Linked DNA regions of Rattus norvegicus: region 2 is linked to region 1. The links are chromatin contacts, called in public Hi-C maps. All regions are on one chromosome and are shown on one strand. The core of a region is the stretch at or near the end of the contact, and the rest is flanking DNA. Distances in the headings are between cores, read along the strand shown.

Evidence for each region. Hi-C and Micro-C count contacts between places; a contact is called where the count stands out from the background.
Region 2: a Hi-C map of kidney shows a contact between it and region 1, with 4 times the contacts expected there. The contact joins the enhancer-like site here to the promoter of Snx11 in region 1. A contact is called at or near these places in 10 of 12 Hi-C or Micro-C datasets (the A7r5 cell line, Schwann cells, frontal cortex and 6 more) and 1 of 1 datasets of contacts at active chromatin or transcription factors (oligodendrocytes).

Annotation. Positions count from the first base shown.
Region 1 is chr10:82,247,644-82,250,656 of GRCr8, forward strand. It overlaps Snx11 (sorting nexin 11), which reads right to left and starts at 1,523. Exons shown (of 8, transcript NM_001012012.2): 1 at 1,433-1,523. LOC134480860 (a long non-coding RNA gene) reads left to right here and starts at 2,598. Exons shown (of 2, transcript XR_010055755.1): 1 at 2,598-3,013.
Region 2 is chr10:82,343,208-82,346,220 of GRCr8, forward strand. No RefSeq gene overlaps it. Among named protein-coding and RNA genes, the nearest start is that of Mir152, 15 kb to the left of the region's middle. Within about 2 kb of position 1,489, at least 22 of the 93 cell types and tissues checked have an H3K27ac peak or open chromatin away from gene starts, as enhancers often do. A contact at or near this core is called in the A7r5 cell line and kidney, where this site is marked.

The DNA.
Region 1 (3,013 bases), core at 273-2,772:
CCAAAGCCAACAGACTTTCTGTGAATAATTAACCTGATGGGATCCCCCCTCTTCTCTTTTTAGGCACTTGCTGACCGCCAGCAGAAGAACAGAAAGTTAAGTATTCTGAAGTGGTTTTTGGTTTGGGTTGGTTTGTGTTTGTAGTACAACAGAAAAGATGACAAGAAAGGTCATCTACGCACTTAGAGGATGTCATCAGACGTTTGGTCTAAAGAAGAGTTTGTTAGGGGCCTGCAGCACCCCCATGTGGAAGTTTTTCTCCTTTATTTTGGAGCTACTGTCATACAGAAACAAATAACCATAAACTGGCTTTTAAGGCGCTCCAAGCCTCCTGCGACTCTGGACGTTCAAAGGGCACTGAGGAGTTTCTGGTTGTCAATTTCCTTAAAACGCTGACACTGCAAAAACCAGGCTCCATTTCTAACAACCACTGCTCCCAGTTGACATCCTTCCTAAAAAGACCACTCTTTCGGAAGAAAACGGAGCTCAGTTCCATTCCTGGAGAAGCATCGAGTTCTGAACTTCAACTCTATGACCTGTCCGAAGAGGCGGACCTGTGTACCCATAAAGGAAGGACAGAATCAAGTAACCTCCAAAGGTTAAGAAGCTTGCTCAATGCTAACTACATTTCCGCGGCCTTTTCCATCCTGCCTCAAGTGTTCTTTGCTTCCCTCAACAATACTGGCACCAACAGTCCTGGGGAAGGGCCAGAGCTTTCGGGAGTGTACTAAGTTTGACGCATTGTAAAGCTCGCAACTGCTAATTCAGGGGAGCAATTCAAAGCCTTCTCATTTTCTCTCCCACTTAAACTACTTCAAGGGACACGTTAAAAACACATCAGGCTGTAAAAAAAGATTGCACCAAGGAGACCTTTCTTGCTCACTCTTGAGCCTCTGGTGTTACAGACAGCGACTCAAAAACCTCGCCTTTCTAAATACCCCACGGGTGTTCGAGGAGACTCTTCCGCCAGACAACCTGGCCTGTCCATCAAACAGCTGTTTCACCTTTCAGTCGGTAACCTACTCCTTTCAGCTGAAAGTAATAAAGGCGAGCATAATTTCCAGTATCTGCGAAAAGTATCTCCCATTTCCTTCCACTCCCGGCCACTTGGGTAGACATCCCTAAATTCTGACTCCGGCCACTCCTTTCCATTCTTTAGCAAACTTAGATGGAAACCAGCCAAAATGGTCCCTCTCTTTTCCCGGCAAAACTCGGAACGGAAAGACACCTTCTAATTTCAAAGTATATTGAAAAGCCAGGCTTCCTTTCTTCTTGGGTCCCAGCAAGCCCTCACTTTCACACCGGGCGGTAAGACGCACCTTCCCTAGCGTGTCAACCGAGGCCAACACTTAAATGTCACCACTACTGCTCAAGTCGACAACCCATTCCCCAGCAGCACCTACGAGCCGCGGCCCCGCCCACGCCCCCTCACCTGAGAGCAGCAGCAGCAGCTCTCTATAGCGACACCACCAGCACCGAACCATATAGCCAGATGCAGATTCCGGCTTCTCCTTCCGGGTGAGTCGCCGGCGCCCCAGTGCACGACGGGAGGCGGCTCCCGACGGGCCAATCCTGAGTGTCCAGGACGCCCCACCCCTGAAGACCAGGGCTCTCAGTGGTGATCGCCGGTCAGCGGAGAATCACCGCCACGCCCAGGCCTCAGCTGAAATCCACATCTTTCCGGAAATCGCTTGGGGCGTGAGAGGCGGAGCGCAAGGACCGAGACCCGGTGAAGTCCACTCGGGTGCCGCGTTCCGCCCACGGCCGTCAGGCGGGCCAATCAACGCTCAGGAAGTCTTTAAAGGCCGGCGAAAGCATCTTGGGATCCTAAGTATCTCCTGGGTGTTACAGAGTAATTAGAGTGGGAGGTTTCTCGCGTTCCAGAAGCTTTAGACGATCTCGATAGTCCAGGCTTGAATCTCGGAGGTTGCAATTCCCCATCTGAAATGTCAAGGGCACTGCCAGTTAAATTTGGAAAAGCCACGGATTATCCCAGCAAAAAACACACGAAGTTGACAACTCCTCAAACAGTTGTCAAACCCAAAGCAGGCCCATGCAGTTAGTAAACAAGAAAAAGCCGGTGAAAATGCTAATTATAGAGATATCTAAATTCCTCTTAAGCCAATGGAAATGGCTCATGCCCCGAATCCTAACACTTGGAAAGTTGAAGACAAAGTGAGTTCCAGGATATAGACTGAAGCTGTCTGAAGATACAAACGAAAAGCCTCTCTGATCTGTTAAAAAGTTAATTTTACATCTGTAATCCCACCACTTGGAAGCAGAGGCAGGAACTGAAGGCCAACGCCAACTACATTAGTTTCAGGCTAGCTTGGGGTGCTTAAAAGCAAAACAGCTGTAGAAATGACTTGAGAAGATGAATTCAGCACCCACAAATTCACGCCGCTCACAAATTCCTGCAACTCCAACTTCAATGGATCGAGGCATACTCACACCAAAAATGAATATTTATTACTTTTTATTTTGCGTAGCTGAGTATTTTGCCTATAAGTATGGGTGTGTACCATAGATCTACCTGAAACCCTTAGGGGACAGATGAGGGCCTTAGATCTCCTAGGACTGGAGTTACAAGTGGTTGGGACCATTGTGTGGGTGCTGAGAACTGAACTCTGCCCCTATACAAGGGCAAAAGGTGCTCTTAACCTCAAAGTCATTTCTCAATCCCAACTCCCCTTAAAAACTTATGAGCACTAATAAGAATGTGGGTGAGAGGGAAACACAGCACTACACTGACTGTGGCCTTGAGCTACTCCCAAAGCACAATGGTAGTTACCTATCCAGACGGATATTAGTCCTACAACTCAAAACAGAACTTCTCAGACCTTTGATCTCAGGATCCCTTTAAACAAACATTTGAAATCATAAGGACATCTTATAGTATTGGGAAATGTAGGACAGTCATTGACTTAGAAATAAAAATTGAGAGACTGAGGCAGGAGAGAGAAAGCACATCAGTTAAGAGCACTTGTTCTTGCAGAAGACCTGGGTTCAGTTC
Region 2 (3,013 bases), core at 239-2,738, 96 kb after region 1:
AAACAAAACAGACCAGATATTTATACCGAATTTGACTACGTCTGTAATTAGAGAACTTGGCGAAGATACGGGGATGCAAATCTACTCATTGTAAACGCTTACTATAGTGTCTTTCCAGAGTCGCTGTGCACACAGCCCCCAGTTGCAAAAAGAAAACCCTGGGAGAGAGGAAAGAGGGCACAATAAAATTGTGGAATTAGGGGGCCTGTGTGGTGATGGGAAGTTCTTTGGAAATACTGCTCAAATATTCGGCCACCCTTAGAGCTTGGCTCCATCCATGTTCCCTAGGATGGCGCCAAGGCCTGGAGGAGTAAACTGCTTCCTGGCAACCCCTCCTGACTTGGCTTGGTCCTGCAATTTCAGTTGTGCGAGGATAGGAATGGGAAGCACCAGGCAGAAGCTAGGAGCTTCACGAAGAGCTGACTCACTCAACTCTTCGAACTATAGGTTGCTGTCTGCTTTTTATTAAGGAGTACACTGAGGCCCTAAAAGTCTCAAGTTATGTGTGGCAGCTTCTGCTCTGTAGACAGTAACCTCCTCATTATCCTACAATATCTGAATTTCTTACTCACACTTGGTCCCAGAGGGTGTGGAACATACAAGCCTATAATCTGGTCTCTCGAGAGGTAGAAGCTGGAGAATCAGAAATGTAAGGTCATTTTCTACACTTGATCTTAGCCAAAAGGCCGAGAAGCGATGTAAGGTCATTTTCTAACTATACTGTGTTTGAGATCAGGCTGGGCTACAGATGAGTAAGAATGACAAGAAAGTGTCCCTTAGCTTGCTATGGCTAAAGGCTACCCTGATCCCATAGGAAGGGGGTTAGCAAAGCAGCGGTTGGAGGAAGGGGAGATGACGGATAGCGCAGAGAGGACCCCAAGTCTGCAGCTCCAGTCTTCTGGCTACCGTGTCTCCCGCCCACCTCTCGCTTGCTGCATACAGCTGGAGCCGCCTAGACAGCAGGCCTGGCTGACCTGGCAGGCCCGGCACCTTGGCCGCTGCACCAGCTTCCCCAGATGATAGCCTCATCAGCCCGACTACTGGACAAAGCCTGAGGGATTTCGGGAAGGGCGTCCGCGGTTCCGAGCCAGGGCTTGCCTTACTCCTAGCATCCTTCCTTGTCTTGCCCCTCGGTGCCGTAAGGGAAGACCCAGCAGCTTCTGAGCATGTTCGGGAAAGGAGCTTTAGGGCCACCCTTTTTCCTGCAACTGAATTAGCACTGGGTCAGAAATTGTGACCTCAGGAACGTAGGCTCACCTAGCCAGAGGACACAGGAGGAAGTACAAACTCAAACACACACACACACACACACACACACACACACACACACACACACACACACACACACACACACACACACACACACAGTGGTCCTCCTGCCTTCCTCTAATTGGCTGGCAGAAAGGTGGGGCATGTGGGATTGGTTCTCACCCGGACACTGATGGATGGCTCCCGGTGACTGCACCATTGCAGGTTGTCCGGAGGAGTGGGCGGGGACTCCGGTGCTCTTCTCAAGGCCTCACTGATTGGTGGAGCCAGCCAGGCCTGGAGAGAGGGATAGCAAAGCAACCCGCCCAAAGGTCCGAGTTTGCTTTCAACCTCTTTGAAACTCACTGAGAAGCAAGATGTGGGGCTGGGGATTTAGCTCAGTGGTAGAGCGCTTACCTAGGAAGCGCAAGGCCCTGGGTTCGGTCCCCAGCTCCGGAAAAAAAAAAAAAAAAAAAAAAAAGAGAAGCAAGATGTGCTTTCTGGAGGCTACAGGAAGAGAGCCACGAACTCGATGCTATTCTGGACTACATGGCAAGACAGTATCTGTCTCGAAATAAATAAACCAGAAACTCTTACTATATCGTGGAGAGGAATTAGTTCTGAGATCTTAGTGTGGTAGTGCTCCTGTAATGGGGATCCTGGCGACGGAAATAGTTTGCTGGGCACAACTCAGCTTCTCTTTCCTCCCAACCTTGGGTCAGTGTAATCACATATTTAGGTGTCTGTGATGAACCAGGCACTGGGAGAAGCTAGGGACAGCAGTGGGGCTGGAATGGAGAGGCCAAAGAAGGGATTAGATCTGAGGGCTATGTCGAGGTATAGGTAGCCTTTGAAATTCAAACCCCCGGGGTTGGGAATTTAGCTCAGTGGTAGAGCACTTGCCTAACCAGCGCAAGGCCCTGGGTTCGGTTCCCAGCTCAGAAAAAAAGAAAAAAAAAATTCAGAACCCCAAGCTGGAGAGATGGCTCAACGGTTAAGAGCACTGACTGCTCTTCCAGAGGTTCATTTCTCAGCAACCACATGGTGGCTCACAACCATATGTAATGAGGTCTGATGCCCTCTTCTCTCATGCACCCAGACATGCATATATATGTCTTTTTAAAAAACAAAAATCAAAATCCTCTTCTATCTGAATAGTGATGGGAATACAAGTTTAATGAATAAGAAGTATGTCCTTTTTAGTAAGTATTTTCTTTTTTTTTTTTTTTTTTTGTTCTTTTTTTTTTTTTTCTCGGAGCTGGGGACCGAACCCAGGGCCTTGCGCTTCCTAGGTAAGCGCTCTACCACTGAGCTAAATCCCCAGCCCCAAGTATTTTCAATAAAAAAGTTGAACAAATGGTTGCCAAATTCTACCATCAGTTCACGGTCCCCATCTAGTTCCTAATCTGTCCTTCATCTTAGATGAGGACCCAAGGTGCTGAGACTGGCTTCGAGGGTGTAGACCTTAGATGTACATACAGGTGAAAGTGGTCCCTCCGCGCAGGCTGTTTGGCGAAAAGAATGTCTTGATCATAATACTAACATTAAAATTCTTTTGGCCCTAGTAGGGGGCTGGAGAGACGGCTCAGAAGCTATAGCACTGACTGCTCTTCCAGAGGTCCCGAGTTCAGTTCCCAGCAACCACATGGTGGCTCACAGCCATCTGTAATGGGATCCGATGCCCTCTTCTGGCATGCATTCAAATATGCACTCATAGACATACATAAATCTTTAAAAACTTGCCAGGCACGGTGCTGCATGCCTT